Linked DNA regions of Mus musculus: all the other regions are linked to region 5. Evidence: chromatin contacts called from public Hi-C and promoter capture Hi-C data. All regions are on one chromosome and are shown on one strand. Each heading gives the region's core, a stretch centred on a gene start, on an enhancer-like site or on the middle of the called end of the contact. The rest is flanking DNA. Distances are from core to core; before and after follow the strand shown. Region 1 overlaps Frem2 (Fras1 related extracellular matrix protein 2). Region 2 overlaps Trpc4 (transient receptor potential cation channel, subfamily C, member 4). Region 3 overlaps Frem2 (Fras1 related extracellular matrix protein 2). Region 4 holds the start of Stoml3 (stomatin (Epb7.2)-like 3). Region 5 holds the start of Ufm1 (ubiquitin-fold modifier 1).

The links. Promoter capture Hi-C pulls out the DNA fragments that hold promoters and counts their contacts. A called contact is a pair of places that touch in the nucleus more often than the background predicts.
Region 1: a contact with region 5 is called in a Hi-C map of cerebral cortex, with 2.4 times the contacts expected there. The contact joins the enhancer-like site here to the promoter of Ufm1 in region 5. A contact is called at or near these places in 2 of 39 promoter capture datasets (embryonic stem cells and stem cell-derived epiblast-like cells), 10 of 484 Hi-C or Micro-C datasets (the G1E-ER4 cell line, cerebellar granule neurons, cerebellum and 5 more), 3 of 115 datasets of contacts at active chromatin or transcription factors (astrocytes, embryonic stem cells and neural progenitor cells) and 1 of 9 other capture datasets (pancreatic islet).
Region 2: a Hi-C map of uterus shows a contact between it and region 5, with 5 times the contacts expected there. The contact joins the enhancer-like site here to the promoter of Ufm1 in region 5. A contact is called at or near these places in 2 of 39 promoter capture datasets (frontonasal cranial neural crest and liver), 2 of 484 Hi-C or Micro-C datasets (adipose-derived mesenchymal stem cells and uterus) and 2 of 115 datasets of contacts at active chromatin or transcription factors (cardiomyocytes and large pre-B cells).
Region 3: a Hi-C map of cortical neurons shows a contact between it and region 5, with 2.0 times the contacts expected there. The contact joins the enhancer-like site here to the promoter of Ufm1 in region 5. A contact is called at or near these places in 2 of 39 promoter capture datasets (hippocampal neurons and pre-B cells), 11 of 484 Hi-C or Micro-C datasets (the HL-1 cell line, Sertoli cells, cardiomyocytes and 8 more), 2 of 115 datasets of contacts at active chromatin or transcription factors (embryonic forebrain and embryonic stem cells) and 2 of 9 other capture datasets (adipose tissue and liver).
Region 4: a contact with region 5 is called in a promoter capture Hi-C map of embryonic stem cells, with 3 times the contacts expected there. The contact joins the promoter of Stoml3 here to the promoter of Ufm1 in region 5. A contact is called at or near these places in 3 of 39 promoter capture datasets (cranial neural crest, embryonic stem cells and liver) and 2 of 9 other capture datasets (liver and pancreatic islet).

The regions. Positions count from the first base shown.
Region 1 is chr3:53,524,394-53,527,093 of GRCm38.p6, reverse strand. Frem2 (Fras1 related extracellular matrix protein 2) reads left to right here. Exons shown (of 24, transcript NM_172862.3): 17 at 1,143-1,335. Among named protein-coding and RNA genes, the nearest start is that of Stoml3, 37 kb to the right of the region's middle. Within about 2 kb of position 1,268, at least 14 of the 459 cell types and tissues checked have an H3K27ac peak or open chromatin away from gene starts, as enhancers often do. A contact at or near this core is called in cerebral cortex and cortical neurons, where this site is marked.
Region 2 is chr3:54,245,126-54,247,825 of GRCm38.p6, reverse strand. The region is part of intron 3 of Trpc4 (transient receptor potential cation channel, subfamily C, member 4); the gene reads right to left. Among named protein-coding and RNA genes, the nearest start is that of Trpc4, 90 kb to the right of the region's middle. Within about 2 kb of position 1,320, at least 25 of the 459 cell types and tissues checked have an H3K27ac peak or open chromatin away from gene starts, as enhancers often do. A contact at or near this core is called in adipose-derived mesenchymal stem cells and uterus, where this site is marked.
Region 3 is chr3:53,589,031-53,591,730 of GRCm38.p6, reverse strand. Frem2 (Fras1 related extracellular matrix protein 2) reads left to right here. Exons shown (of 24, transcript NM_172862.3): 3 at 1,870-2,016. Among named protein-coding and RNA genes, the nearest start is that of Frem2, 67 kb to the left of the region's middle. Within about 2 kb of position 1,315, at least 39 of the 459 cell types and tissues checked have an H3K27ac peak or open chromatin away from gene starts, as enhancers often do. A contact at or near this core is called in cortical neurons and embryonic stem cells, where this site is marked.
Region 4 is chr3:53,487,276-53,489,975 of GRCm38.p6, reverse strand. Stoml3 (stomatin (Epb7.2)-like 3) reads right to left here and starts at 1,269. Exons shown (of 7, transcript NM_153156.2): 1 at 1,144-1,269. The coding sequence starts at 1,183.
Region 5 is chr3:53,862,394-53,865,093 of GRCm38.p6, reverse strand. It overlaps Ufm1 (ubiquitin-fold modifier 1), which reads left to right and starts at 1,287. Exons shown (of 6, transcript NM_026435.5): 1 at 1,287-1,345; 2 at 1,424-1,480. The coding sequence starts at 1,344.

The DNA.
Region 1 (2,700 bases), core at 19-2,518, 340 kb after region 5:
AGAATTCTGCTGAGAGGGCTGCACTGAAGGAGAGATGGCTCTGTGGCTAAGAGCACTGGCTGCTCCCATATGGCTTCACTCAGAGCACTCACAAGTTGGCTCACAACTGTGTGTAGCTCCTGTACCAAGATACCTGAATGCCTTCTTCCGACTTCTGTGGGCACCAGCCATATACCATGTGGTACACATATGTAGATGCAGGCACTATATTATGCACTTAATATAAAAATACATTTTCAAATCTTTTGGTGAGCTCGCCTGAGTCCTTTTCGAGTTCCCTCTCCTGCTTCTTTTCTGTCCATCATCCATTCGCCCGTCAAACCACCTTGCATACACACAGATTCAATTATGAGAATAAAATAATAAAGCTGTTATTAATAACCAATACATTGTCTGAAATTCGGTAGGTACTTGACAGGGATTAATTTATCCTCCCGACTTCCCTTACCTCATCTGTTGACTACCAAAAGAAGGAAAATATGAAATTCTAAAACAGTTCATCTAATTATTTTGAAGACATTGGAACTGCACCATGTCATTGCTAAATATGCTTGGTTTTGCTTCTTTAATGTTCATCCTAGCTTCCTCTAAATGATTTAAAAATAAGTTTATAGATGCATTTTTGCATAAGAGTTCCAAACTTACGGTAGCAAATCATCCTCTGATGGAGATCAATAAAGTAGAATGTAGCTATATGTCTGGTTGATATCCCATAACAGAAGGGAGTGAAGCGCCAAAACCTGCAACTGACAAGATTCATTTCTAGTGTCAGAAGAGGCAAATTCAAGGAGTGCATCTGTGTTTGCCCCTCCGGTTCAAACTGGCGTGATGGCTGCCGGACTCCTTGCACATATAAAAAAAACTTTGAATTCTTCACTTAACTGGGTGAATTATGTGGTATGAGACCTGTATCTTGATAAAACTGCTCAAAAGTAAAAAGGACTTACTTTGCTGAAAATAGTGTTATTTTAAGGAACTCTGGCGCACGTCCCTGTTGCATGTGCGCACTGGGAGAAGTGAAGGGATGCTTGCCGTGCTGAGAAAGGCTGTTGTTTATTCTGTGCACTAATGGCACAAAATCTGGCGTCGGCATAAGTGGGCTGATTTGGTTAACGCTGCTGCAAATGGTTCAATTGTTTTAGGTCCTCAACCTCGTGCAGTCCTACGTGACCCTTCGAGTTCCTCTGTACGTTTCCTACGTGTTCCACTCCCCCGTGGGCGTGGGCGGCTGGCAGCATTTCGACTTGAAGTCAGAGCTCCGACTCACATTCGTGTACGACACTGCCATCTTGTGGAACCATGGGATCGGCAGCCCCCCGGAAGCTGAGCTGCAAGGTGGGTGGCTGTGGCTCCCAAAGCATCTTTCCTACCTGTGGTAATTACTCAGAATGATAATTTTGTTTTTATTTCAGGTAAAAATTAGGGGGGGGCACCTTTCGATATCGTTATTTTTATATTCTCTAATAACGTGACGTTTTAAAACCTTTGTCAAGCCCGGCGTGGTGGCGCACGCCTTTAATCCCAACACTCGGGAGGCAGAGGCAGGATGATTTCTGAGTTCAAGGCCAGCCTGGTCTACAACGTGAGTTCCAGGACAGCCAGGGCTACACAGAGAAACCCTGTCTCGAAAAACCGAAGTGGGGGGGGGGGACCCTTTGTCAAGGAAAGATCATATCAATGCTTCAAACTTTGCATGATGTTTGACTGTGAAATTTAACATCTTTGTTTCAGGCATACAGTCTATTGCATGTGACTAATTGTTTATATTTTACATAGGCCAATCCATAGAGCTTTCTGGTTTGTACTAAATAGAGGAATTCCAGTTGTGAAAGTTGGGAATAAAATCCGGGGGAAAGTTGCACATTTTGCTTCTGAAATGAGAGGATCACTTTAAAGTCCAATGATAAACCCTGTCCTGGGTGCCAGTTCTGACTCTACAACTGATTCGTTGTGATCCGCGTAACCTCAAGCACACTGCTTAAACTTGAGGTTTGAATTTCTTCTGAAGGACAGTCCAAGCTTCAGTCGCTTTCTGGTTAAAACGCCATCATTCCGTGATATCATAGACAAATGCCATAGAACACTGGCACAGAGAGCTCCTGACTCTAAGCCCTTCAGCATCTGCAGAGCTGTTGGTACCCAGGTGGGAATCGGGAAGTACAGAAGCTATCTAGGCATGTAGCTCGCATCTGTAATCCCAGCACTTAAGAGGATGACGCAGGAGGGTCGCTGTGGGTCTGAGGACAGCCTGGGCTGTGTAGTAAGACTGACTCTCAGATGATGATGGTGGTGGTGGTGATAAAGTTTTTGCAAGCAAAGTGCACACGTGTCTAGATGACCCACAAAAAGAATTCATGCTTTTTCCTCTCGGGCTCACATTCCTCTGCTGAGTCTCTGAACATCTATATCACAGCAACTTGACACATTGACAGCCAGGAAGACAGGACCAATTGATAGCATACCTGAAGTATAATTCCATCATATAGGACAGATTAAAATTCCCTTCGAGCAATGAGGAAAACACAGTGACCATCCTGGACGGTCGATGCAGACTGCCTCAAGGGATTTAACTCCACATTGTATCTTAGAAGATACACAGAAAAAAATGAATATTTTCATTTCTCTTCTAGGTGAAGAAGGGGGTTGGGAGGACCTTACCAGGCTGACTGTGTAGCCCAGGCTAGCCTCACCAGGCTGACT
Region 2 (2,700 bases), core at 71-2,570, 380 kb before region 5:
CACATTCTTTGTGGCTTCACATCGCTGAGGTAGTAGTCTCACTATATTTTTACCACAGCAAGCTCCCACCATGTCTACACACGCTAATCGTCTCAAAGAAGATATGTCCTCCTGTACCTGGAGAAATGTTTCCAGTGTAGGGTGGTATAAGGGAACAAAGTACCAGACACAGATGGGGGAAGGAATCATAGTTGAGGTGGTTCAGAGCAAGGTAGGGCAGGATTGACCTCAAAAGGCTGAGTGTTAAGACAGATTCATTTTTTACTTGAGGATTTGAAACACCCATCAGCTAAGAGGTGATTAGCTTTTGGTACTGTGATGGTTTGTATATGTTCAGCCCAGGGAGTGACACTATTAAAAGGTGTGGCCCTGTTGGAGTAGGTATGGTCGGTCTTGTTAGAATAGGTGTGTCACTGTGGGTGTGGGCTTTAAGACCCTCCTCTTAGCTGCCTGGAAGCCAGTATTCTGCTAGCATCCTTCAGATGAAGATGTAGAACTCTTCAAGTTCTGTGCCTGGTTCAAGGTGTGAGTATCTCTGTAAAATGTGAAAAAGCACACTTAAAGAGTCACATGATTTGAGAGAATTACAGAGTAACTTCCTGCCTTTCTTTCCATGTACTGAGCCTCAAAATGTTAGCTTTATTACTTTTCCTAATAAAATACTTATATTTGATTGCCTCAGCACAGAACCTTGACGCTTCAAGAAACATATTTTGGGCCATTGACATTATTCTTGTTTTAGACAGTTAATTAATTCATTAATAAATTTACTCTGTTTGAGACAAGGCTCACAATATAGCACAAGATGGCTTTGAACTCACAACTCTCCAGCCTCTGCCTCCCAGTGAGACTGTCAGCACTTGACTTAAACACCAATATCTCAAAGGAGAACAAGACTAGTGGAATTAAATGGTAGATTTTATTTGTTTATTTATTTTAGGGTATAAATATTTGACCTTCTCCCCTTCTCTCTCTTCTCCTTTTTGTTCTGAGATTTTGAAATAATGTGTGTATTTTATGAACTTAGAGCACTCCTCAGGGTGGACAGACTGTACATCAAGTACACAACCATCCTAGGAACGAGTAGCTCCTTCATTTTACAGCACAGTGCAAGGGTTTCACAATCCAGAGGATGATGACTGTCTTGTGGAATTTCAAAATGAGTCTGTGTGTAGGCAGCTTAGTTCTGAACACAGAGAGGAAGTTCGGTGTTGATGAACAGCTCATTCCAAAAGATAGTAAGTGTGCCCATTTCCCTGGCTGCTCTTCCTTCCTTCCAAGGAAGGACAGAGTAGGCACTTTCTTTTAATAGCCCTGGTATCTTTTCCTCCACCCCCAGTGCTGCATACTGCAGGAACCTAACTCCTTGGTTGAGCTAGGAGAATAAGAGATGTGGGATCTGTAAAACTTAAGAACTGAGTGTCTGGTGACAGCCTTCTGTGTTAGGATGCTCTTTAGAGACAGCTTACCCTAAGAAATAAAGCCAGACCACACGCATTTACATTGTCATTCACCCAATAAACACTCAGTCAACAGTTTCTGTTGTTAGCCAGTGGTTCTGTCTCAGTTGGTGGGCAGGGATTCAGTCTGCTTTCCATTTTGTTAAGATGAGCTAGCTGCTAGCTATAGGGAAGAAAGGCTGTCTGTTCTGTTCTGCCTCCAGCGTGTTGTGTCATTGGTTGAGTCTAAGAGAGGTTCTGCCAAATGGGTTTTTGTAGCCTGGAAGGGGCATCTCATGATGAATTCATTCCTGAGTCAGGAGGGAAGCCACAAGATGTGGCCTTATTAGCAAATATCTCAAAAAACTGGGCTCTCAGATTTACAAACACCTTACAGATTCTTCATCCACTTTCATTTCCTGAAAGAGAAAGAAACCCAAGAAATCTGCTTCTAACCCTGAAGATACCTGAGCTGGGTGTTCCAAGCACAGGGATGTTCTCAAATGAAAATCCACGAGAGAATCACCAAATGGTCTCTCCTGTGATGGTTTCTACATGCACAATCCAGGGGATGACACTATTGGAAGGTATGGCCCTGTTGAATCAGGTGTGGCCTTGTTGAAGTAGGTTTGTCACTGTGGGTGTGGGCTTTTAAGACCTTCATCCTAGCTGCCTGGAAGCCAGTATTCTGCTAGCAGCCTTCAGATGAAGATGTAGAACTCTCAGCAACTCTTGCTCCATGCCTTCCAGGACACTACTTTCCTGCTATGATGATAATAGACTGAACTTGTAAGCCAGACCTAACTGAATGCTGTCCTTATGAGAGTTGACTCGGTCATGGTGTCTGTTCACAGTAGTAAAACCCCAACTAAGACACTTCCCTTAGAGGTTACAGGTGGAAACTACTACAGAACTTGTCATGTCTTGGAATTTACAGTCAGGAAAATGATGCCCATTGAGCCCGGTTGGGCTTACTATGGACACAAAACTAGAAGCATCAGATGTTGTCTGCCTATGGAATGTACTGCTGATGGGGACATCATTGATGTGCTATAGGAAGATAGGATTGACATTGACCCCAGATGAGGTCAGAGTCACACAGATATAGTCTCAACTTAGCAAGAGCTAGCTGCATGAGTCACATGACTCATAGATAATAAAAGGCCTAAGACAAACAATACTGATTTCACAAGCTCTGAGGGAGGAAATAAAAACTAGGTACTCAGTTGCAAAGCCCGGGCACTTTTACCAACAGCATTTT
Region 3 (2,700 bases), core at 66-2,565, 270 kb after region 5:
ACAAGCTCCTATAACTCCAGTTCCATAGATATATGCATACTTATGTACAAAACACCTATACACATAAAGTACTAAAATAAATACTAAAAAGATGAATGGGGGTGGGTGTTTCCCCGTGTTCCTGAGACTGAGGTAAGAGTATTGCAAGTTCAAAATCTGCTGCTTTGCACTATATAGTAAGACTCCACCTCAAAAGCCAAACTAACAAACGAACAAATAACAAACTGGAAATGAACTGAAAGACAGAAGTGTCCATAGCCTCATCACCTTGAAGCATGAAATCACCTTGTGTGTGCAGTTCTTTCGACATAGCAGTGTCCACAGCACATGTTGCTGCTTCTGCATCACAATGTCAAGAGTTTCCTGTTTATTGACTTTTGTGGGGTGCAGCCACTCAGCAGTACTGGGGATTCACCCAGACATCCATTGCACACACCAGGCAAGTGCTGCGAGTAGTTCCAGCCTCAGCCCTGTAGCTACTGTGTAGTGGCTGAAAGGTTTGATAGTGCTTTGACGTAGTACAATAGAGTACTCCTTGAGTGTTTTGCGTCTGGGGCAATGATGGGAACTATTATAGTCGATGCTTCCTTTCAAATCTATTTTGACTTCTTTGGGAGCAAAACTCCCATGGAAGGCTCACAGGGTCAGGTAACAGAGCGTCCTTTTGCTTCCTGCGTGCGTCTTGTAGGAACTTTTGAAGAGGCTGAGGTGAGTTAAATGTCAAACGATGAGGAAGCAATCCCTTCACAGCTTCAGCCGCATGATCTGTTGCCTTTGATTCTCAGCGAGCCTCCGACAGCATAAATTGTCTGTAGTTTTTACTTCTAAATATTTCAGAGGAAACAGACCCTGTGCCTCTTCCCCGATTGCTTCTCCCTGTGTAGATTTTCATTCGGTCAACAGGAGTCTTGACATTTCTCCCTCTCTCGTATTTCTCTACTGTAGCTTTCTTTGTGTCAACTCAAAAGAGAGGAAGCTAGAATTCGAACTATGCCTGTAGCTGTGTTTGTGATTGAGGCTCCCCCACCCCCACCCCCTTTCTCTTTTCCAGAGAGACTTAAAAGGAATTAGTGATGCCTTTGTTTATGGACCTCATAGATCAAAGGAAGTTGAGGGATAGGTGTGGAGTGGTCAGCTGATAACACTCCTTTCATTTTCCCAACAGAATAGCTCTCACATTATAGAGACCAGCACCAGGTTCATTTTCTCCCTAGAGGCAGCCAGCTCCATTTTGGTGGGAAGGTGGGAGGAGAGCCAATGAAAGGGGCTGTCTGTTTGCTCTCAGGACTGGAGTGGAGTCTAGTGGGAAGGGGAGTGGAGAAAGAATATTTGTTTTTCTTTAAGTGGTTATAATTAAAGCCTTCCACCCAATTGCTCTGTGAACCAGAAAGAGGTATTTGTGAAGGTTTTTGTGTGTGGTTTTTAAGAACATTGCTGGCCTCTGAATAGAGAAGTCTGCTCTCCAGCGGCACCTTGTGGTGAGTGGTTTTTAAATAAATAATTTTATCAACCGAGAGAATACATAAACACAAGGTATTTTGATCTTATTCATCCCCCTACTCTTCCCACATCTACCCCATCTCTTTGTTTCATGATTTTTTTTTTTTTTTTGCTTCAGACTACTGCATGCTTCTTTCTGTTTTCCAACTCTACCCCCAATCCTGAAAGAGGGAGGGATTTCTCAAAGATTGTATCATCCAGGAATGTTTACCAGTCAATTGAGAGGTTAGCTCCATCTCCATGCACGTGCCCTGGAGTTGCATATTAAATCCAGCAGTATTCTTTCCAAAGTCGCATAGTTTGTGACTTTTTAAAGGCCATTCATTCAGGAAAGCAGTAATGGCAGGTTTCACACTCTTTGTTTTCCAGGTGGAAACAGGTTAACCAACCAGCATTTTCGACTGAATTGGGCGTGGATCTCCTTTGAAAAAGAGTATTACTTGATCAACGAAGACTCCAAATTTCTAGATATTGTTCTTACACGCAGAGGATACTTGGGAGAAACTTCATTTATAAGTAAGTTTAATTAGCACTTCACCTGTGTTTATAATTTTTCTCTAGTGATTAAACCATAGCACGAATTTAGCTTGATGAATTTAAAATCTTAGTGAGATGTTGATATCTGATTTTTGGCTACGAAGAGATCATGTCAACAGATTTGTGTCAAGGTGCATGAGTGTGACCTTTCGCCAGTAAAAAATAAATTCGCAAAATTGGAAGTAATCACCAGTGAATTCGAAATAAAATCAAATGTCACTGGGTTAGAATAAGCTGATGTGCATCTAATTTATCCCCAGGGGACAAGTCATCTGAAACAGTGGTGTAAAATACTCATGACAGCTACTTTAATAAATAAGCAAAATGTATTCAGTGAGTTGTTAGGTATCAGACACTGTGCACTGAGTTTGAAGGCTCTGTGGTTCACTGTAAATTCCTTCCTGACTGCTACATCACATGAAAGGTCTATTCTGTGGGTTTTCTTTGTTAAAATATTAAATGTTAAATCCTAGTTGGTTACTTCTGTCTTATGCAATAAAACCAAGAGTCAACGGCAAATAATTATCTTCAACTTTGATTCATGTCCACATTTCATTTCCTATAACCATAAAATATGGAAAGATATGAAGCAGAAATATAGTTGGTGTAGAGTTCTGAAGCCCTTGATGACACAGAGATGTCACTTTGAGAAACGCCCACTTA
Region 4 (2,700 bases), core at 20-2,519, 380 kb after region 5:
TCCCATGTCTGCTGACCCTGTCCCAGTGGCAGGAACCGTGTCATTCTGTCCCTACCAAGGCCATGCCAGACCTAGCAATAAACCATCTCTTACTCCTTTTGAGATGAGAGTTGAATTTTTCATTAACAATGCTGTGAACTTGACTCTTAAAAAAATACTAAAAGAAAGCGAAGAGCATAGTGCTTGCGTGCCTGCAATCCCGGCACTTAGGAGGCGGAGGCAGGAAGCTCAGTGGTAGCCTGAGCTACAAGGAGTTTTCAAATGATGCCTAATGCTTGCAGCCTCTCAGTACTGACATGCCTACTTGCGGAGAAAAGACTGTTTCCCAATTTGGGTAAACTTCTATTTTCTTTTCTGAATTAGCAATACCAGGTTCTTTCTCAGCTTCCAACTTGAAATAGGGTTTTGGCAACAGAAGGTTACAGAGCACAGATTAAATCCCATGCACGAACACACTCAGCAAACACACCCACGGCCCCAAGTCCCTAAGCTCCCCAAGACCCAGCTTTTACCCTTGTAAACTGATAGCGGGGACTTCCCTCATAATTATCAGGTCTGAGATGGTAACAAAAACCGTATAATTTCCAACTCATCTGAGTCATTAAAACTAAGCATAGTACTTGGTACTTACGGACTAAGTCTTACTTTTTTCAACTTCTCTCCATTTATCTGAAATTATGTAGCTTAAGCAGACTTTTCTCTAAATCATAGTGTCGCACTTGAAGAGGAGGGAAGTCAGCCTCCATCATATCTGGGCTATGTAAGGTGAGGCCAGAAGTGCAAAGATAAACACATGCCTCTTTGGTCACAACTGGAATTCTGGGGACAAGTTACAGACCGCCATTCAAAAATCAAATATAACCAGTGGAAATATCGAATGTGAAACAATAGAATTGAAGCCTCCCTTCTCCCTCTCTCAACCTCTCTCTCTGTGACAGGGTCTTGTGACATAGCCCAGGCCAGCCTTGTACTCATAGCAATTCTCCAGACTCAGCCTTCAGAGTACTGTATTACAGGCATACCCAGTTCAAGTGCGTTTGTTTCACTGGGTACACAGTGATGATGTCCCAGCTCTCTAGTGCACCAGTCCTTCTCTGATTAATGTGTGGCTAGGTAGCATTCAGAGAGGAGGAAGGAACCTACCCACTAAATTGTTCTTCTCCAGTTTCTCCGGTGAATCCATCTCATTCTTGAGGTGCCTTTCAAATCTTGCAGGTGCTCCTGGGTCGGGATTCGAGCCTGGCAGCAGGCATCAGCTCAGTGGTGTGTGGAGAGGAAGGCAAAGCAAGAGAGGTTCCCTCTCCTTGGCGTACACCCTGAGGAGTAGTAACCCTGGTGCAAGAAGCCTAGAAACGTAAACAAAGCACCTTCCCTGACATCACACTGTCTTTGTTCAAAGGGAAAAAGGCAAAAGAAGAGAGCCTTCTGCCAGGGGCTGCTTCCTATATGCTATATGGTTCCTGTATCAGTTACTTTCTAAACAACACTGCTACCCCCCTGTGTAACTCATTATCTGATATATATGTCCTCAGGTGTTATACTACAATAATGCAACCTAATGCATCCAACACGTCGCAGTAAGAAAACTTTCAAATGCCATTCTAATCTTGTCATACCCTAAGGTAACTCAACTACTAATTGACAGTCGAGACTAATGTCATAGGTGTCCCACGCAAAGTTTGAAAGTACGGGGGTCAGTCCTTCCCTTATCTGACCCTCCCCTCCCACCATGTATCAATTCCTCTAAGCTTTTAGTTGCTTGTCTTCAGACAGCATCTCATTCTAAAGCTGGCTTTAGACTCCCAGGAATGCTCCTGCCTCAGTACCTCCTGGACTCCTGCCCTCAGTGTTAAGATTTCAGGCACGAGGCACTGATTTCTACCTTCAAAGCTTTGTGCAACCTCTCACCTCAGGACCTTTGCACAGATAAGTGTAAACACAATGCTAGACTCTTGTCTGCCTTTTCTCCTAGACCAGCCAGGTTTAGCCTCCTGTCTCTTTGCTTTAACTAAACGGCTGCTGTGCACAGCCATGCCCATTCCTTCCTGTATCATCTTTCCAAACTTTTGTACCATCCCACTACAGTGGCTGTGAGTGGCTGGGACAGAGCTTACATGAACTGTAGAACTTTCAATATCATATGCTCCTTTAAAGAAACGGCATGCTGGGTGGTGGACTATACTCTACCACACCAGGAGGCTCTGGAGCACCACAGGCCAGAGTTGATGGCTACCTGGTGTCTGTCCAGTGAATAAGTAAGTAACGGGATGATGACAGACAGGCTCTTTGTGAGACGCAGAGCTTCAGCTTCCTGGCTGTGCTGCTCAGTCCGTATTTATTTATCTATTTACTTGTTTATTTATTTTTGCCTATCAGACACAGCTAGGGTCATCTGGGAACAGGGAACACCAGAAAGAGAAAAATGCCTGTCACATTGCCCTGTGGAGGGCAGAGGGCGGGGGTCTAGCCCACTGTGGTGGGTGCTACTCCAGGGCAGGCAGGCGGGCCTGGTTGTATTTGAGAGAAGGCTGAGCAAGCCTCTGAAAGCAAGCCAGAAAGCAGTGCTCCTCTGCGCACCTTATCTCAGTTCCTACCCTCAGTTCTGCCCTGACTTCCTGTGACCTGTGAGCTGTATGCTGAAATTAACCCTTTCCTGCCGAGTTGCTTACAGTCATGGTGTTTATCAAAGTGATGGGAAGC
Region 5 (2,700 bases), core at 38-2,537:
TCATACACATTAACTATGTAGTTTTAGCTGTTAGAAGATACAGGCCTTGATATCCATATCTACAAGTCAGTATATGTCTCTTGGATTCACTACATGGCATACAGCAGGAGAATATTGGAGTGCTACTTACAGTCAGCACCAGAATTCTCACCTTTGGGAGAAAACATTATAGACCATTATAGAAAACATTACAGGAAAGATGAGATGTAGTTCCAATGTTCTTAAGGGAGCTTCTAATCTATCAGGATTTCTCATGAAGAATCCACCTGTCATTCTAAAGTTTGACTGGGTCTCCTCTTGGTTCAGTGCCTATTTCTGGCTTCATCAACTTACTGCAGTATATATTTTTTAAAGGTATAGTTATTGTGAGATGGAATGCTTATCTTGGCGTTTACATTGTGATAAAGATGAAAGACAGCTTTCCCCTCTCACGATAGAAATCCAACCGACTGACAGATGCTAAAGGACTTATGCCTGATTGCTTGGGATCACAGCCTTTGGTTATGTCTGGTGTACACAGTGAGCTCAGCCTTTAGTTTAGTGCCTGCTGTACACAAGGTTCATTGGTCAGCTGAACAAATGTACCTGATTGGCAACCTTGCATTAGAGTTAAAGTCTATTTGGACACATCAAGAACAACGGGATATAGTAATGATTTTTTTTTCCCTCCAAAACCTGCTAGTGCTAGGATACAATTTTTTCTTCTGGGCCCTAACAGGAATCTCAGCATAATTCTATCGTGATAACTTTCTTTTGAAATTATTAAAAAGTCTGTAGTGAAGTGTGAAGTATGTGAAGAAAACTATAAGGTTAATACGGATGGAAATCGTATTATCAGAAATGCTAGAAAGATCAAAGAACGTTGTTAGTTAAAGCAACTGAGTCCAGCTTCTCTAGTATCTATCTGTGCCGGCTGCTAGGTTGCTTAGCAACTCCGCAACGCTTCCTCATCCGCCCGGACCTTGAGTCCCGGCCCCAGTTCCGCCGCCACGTCCGGCTTCGACTCAGTCCCTACTTCCGCCGTAACCAGCCAGTGGGGACCTAGCGGCCGCTCTGTTTGACATCCCTTATATTGCCTGACTAAAAATGTGTCAGTGAACTACCAAAAGTAGAAACATATCCTCTCTCTACCATTTACACTTCAACTTGATACAGACACACTCAGAATGAAATGTCTAACTGTGGGCTATCGGCCTTCTGTAGCCTGTGAGCTCCGACACAATTTTCAGGCGCTGTGTGGATAGCCGCGCTGGAGGGCGACGTGGGCCGCGAAGGCCCCCGCTGCCGGCCATCAAGGAAGCGCGGCGGGCGGCTGGGCGCGGTGTGTGTCAGGCGGTTCCACCATGTAAGTATCCGTCCCTGTGTCCCGGCCTTAACCCCGTGGCCGGTCCCGACCGTAACGCCTTCTCGTTCTCTCCGGCAGGTCGAAGGTGTCCTTTAAAATCACGTTGACGTCGGACCCGCGGCTGCCGTACAAAGTGTGAGTGACAGGCAGGGCTGGAGCTGGCCGGGCCTGGCGGGACAGAGGGGGACAGGAGGAAGGGTGCGGCATTTCTGCTGAAAGCCAGTGGCCCCTCGCAACGCTCTGGGTGGGCAGGTGCAACGGGAAGAAGGTTGGACGAGGATGGAACCCGTTTACTTGATTTAAAGGTCTTTACCTGGACCAGCTGTTACCGGAAGTTAGGGAGGACTTCCCAAGTCTGGACTTTTGACAGGTCCGACCCGAACACTCTTAACTTCAGTTTTTTTGCTTTGTTGTGTATAAACACAACGACTGGGTGCCTAGGTGCTGAACTCCCAGTCACACACACTTGGATCTTTATAAAAAGTGCTTAGCGGGATTGGGAAATGGGGGTGTAGGACCTTGTGTCCTTGTTGGGCCCTTCCTTGTGCTTCAGCAGTTCAGTTGATGGCTAACACAGGTTACCCAGCTCCATCTTAGTATGATTTTTAAGTTGACCCCTTTTGAGTTCCTGCAGCTGGAAGACCTATGCTAACCTGCGACAGACCAGGGTTTCCATAGATTTCATTCATGACGGGTTTGGTGGCACCAAGGCCCAGCTAACTGAGCTGAGAGCAGCTGTCATCGTTTTCTGAAGTTTCCCACCCGTGATCCATTCAGCCTCGTGGCCTGTGGTTCCCTTATCTTTCCATGTCTAAAATGGTCTACGTATCCCTCGTCTCTCCCGTAAGGGCTCATTCTAAACGGTTGTCTTCAGATGGCTGTATTCTCTTCCTCTGGATGATGTACCGCAGTGTGCCTTCAACAATAAAAGTTAAAAGTTTTCTGTCACTTTTGCCTCCCTAGTGCCATACCCACTCATTTCGTGTGCAGACGAAAGTCTGTAGTCTAGGTTTTTTTTGTTGTTTTTTGTTTTTTTTTTTTAAAGATCGTTTCTTTGCTAACTCCCAGGAATCTGATAGCCACCTCTCTGATAGCTTGGAATATTTTGCTTGGTGAAAAACCAAATTTATGTTCTCTGCACTTAACTCTGTTCCTGAAGAAATTACAATAGTGCTGATGAGTTTTATGTGAAACCCTCATAACTGGCACTCGACTGTGCTCCCCTAAATTTTCTCATTTTCCTATCCACAGAAAGTATTTTTGTCTTATTTCAAAATTTCCACAGCTCCTTTTCCCACCATTCAAAAGAAATCAGAGGGGACGCCTCTCACTTTTATGGAATGCCCGTAAACATC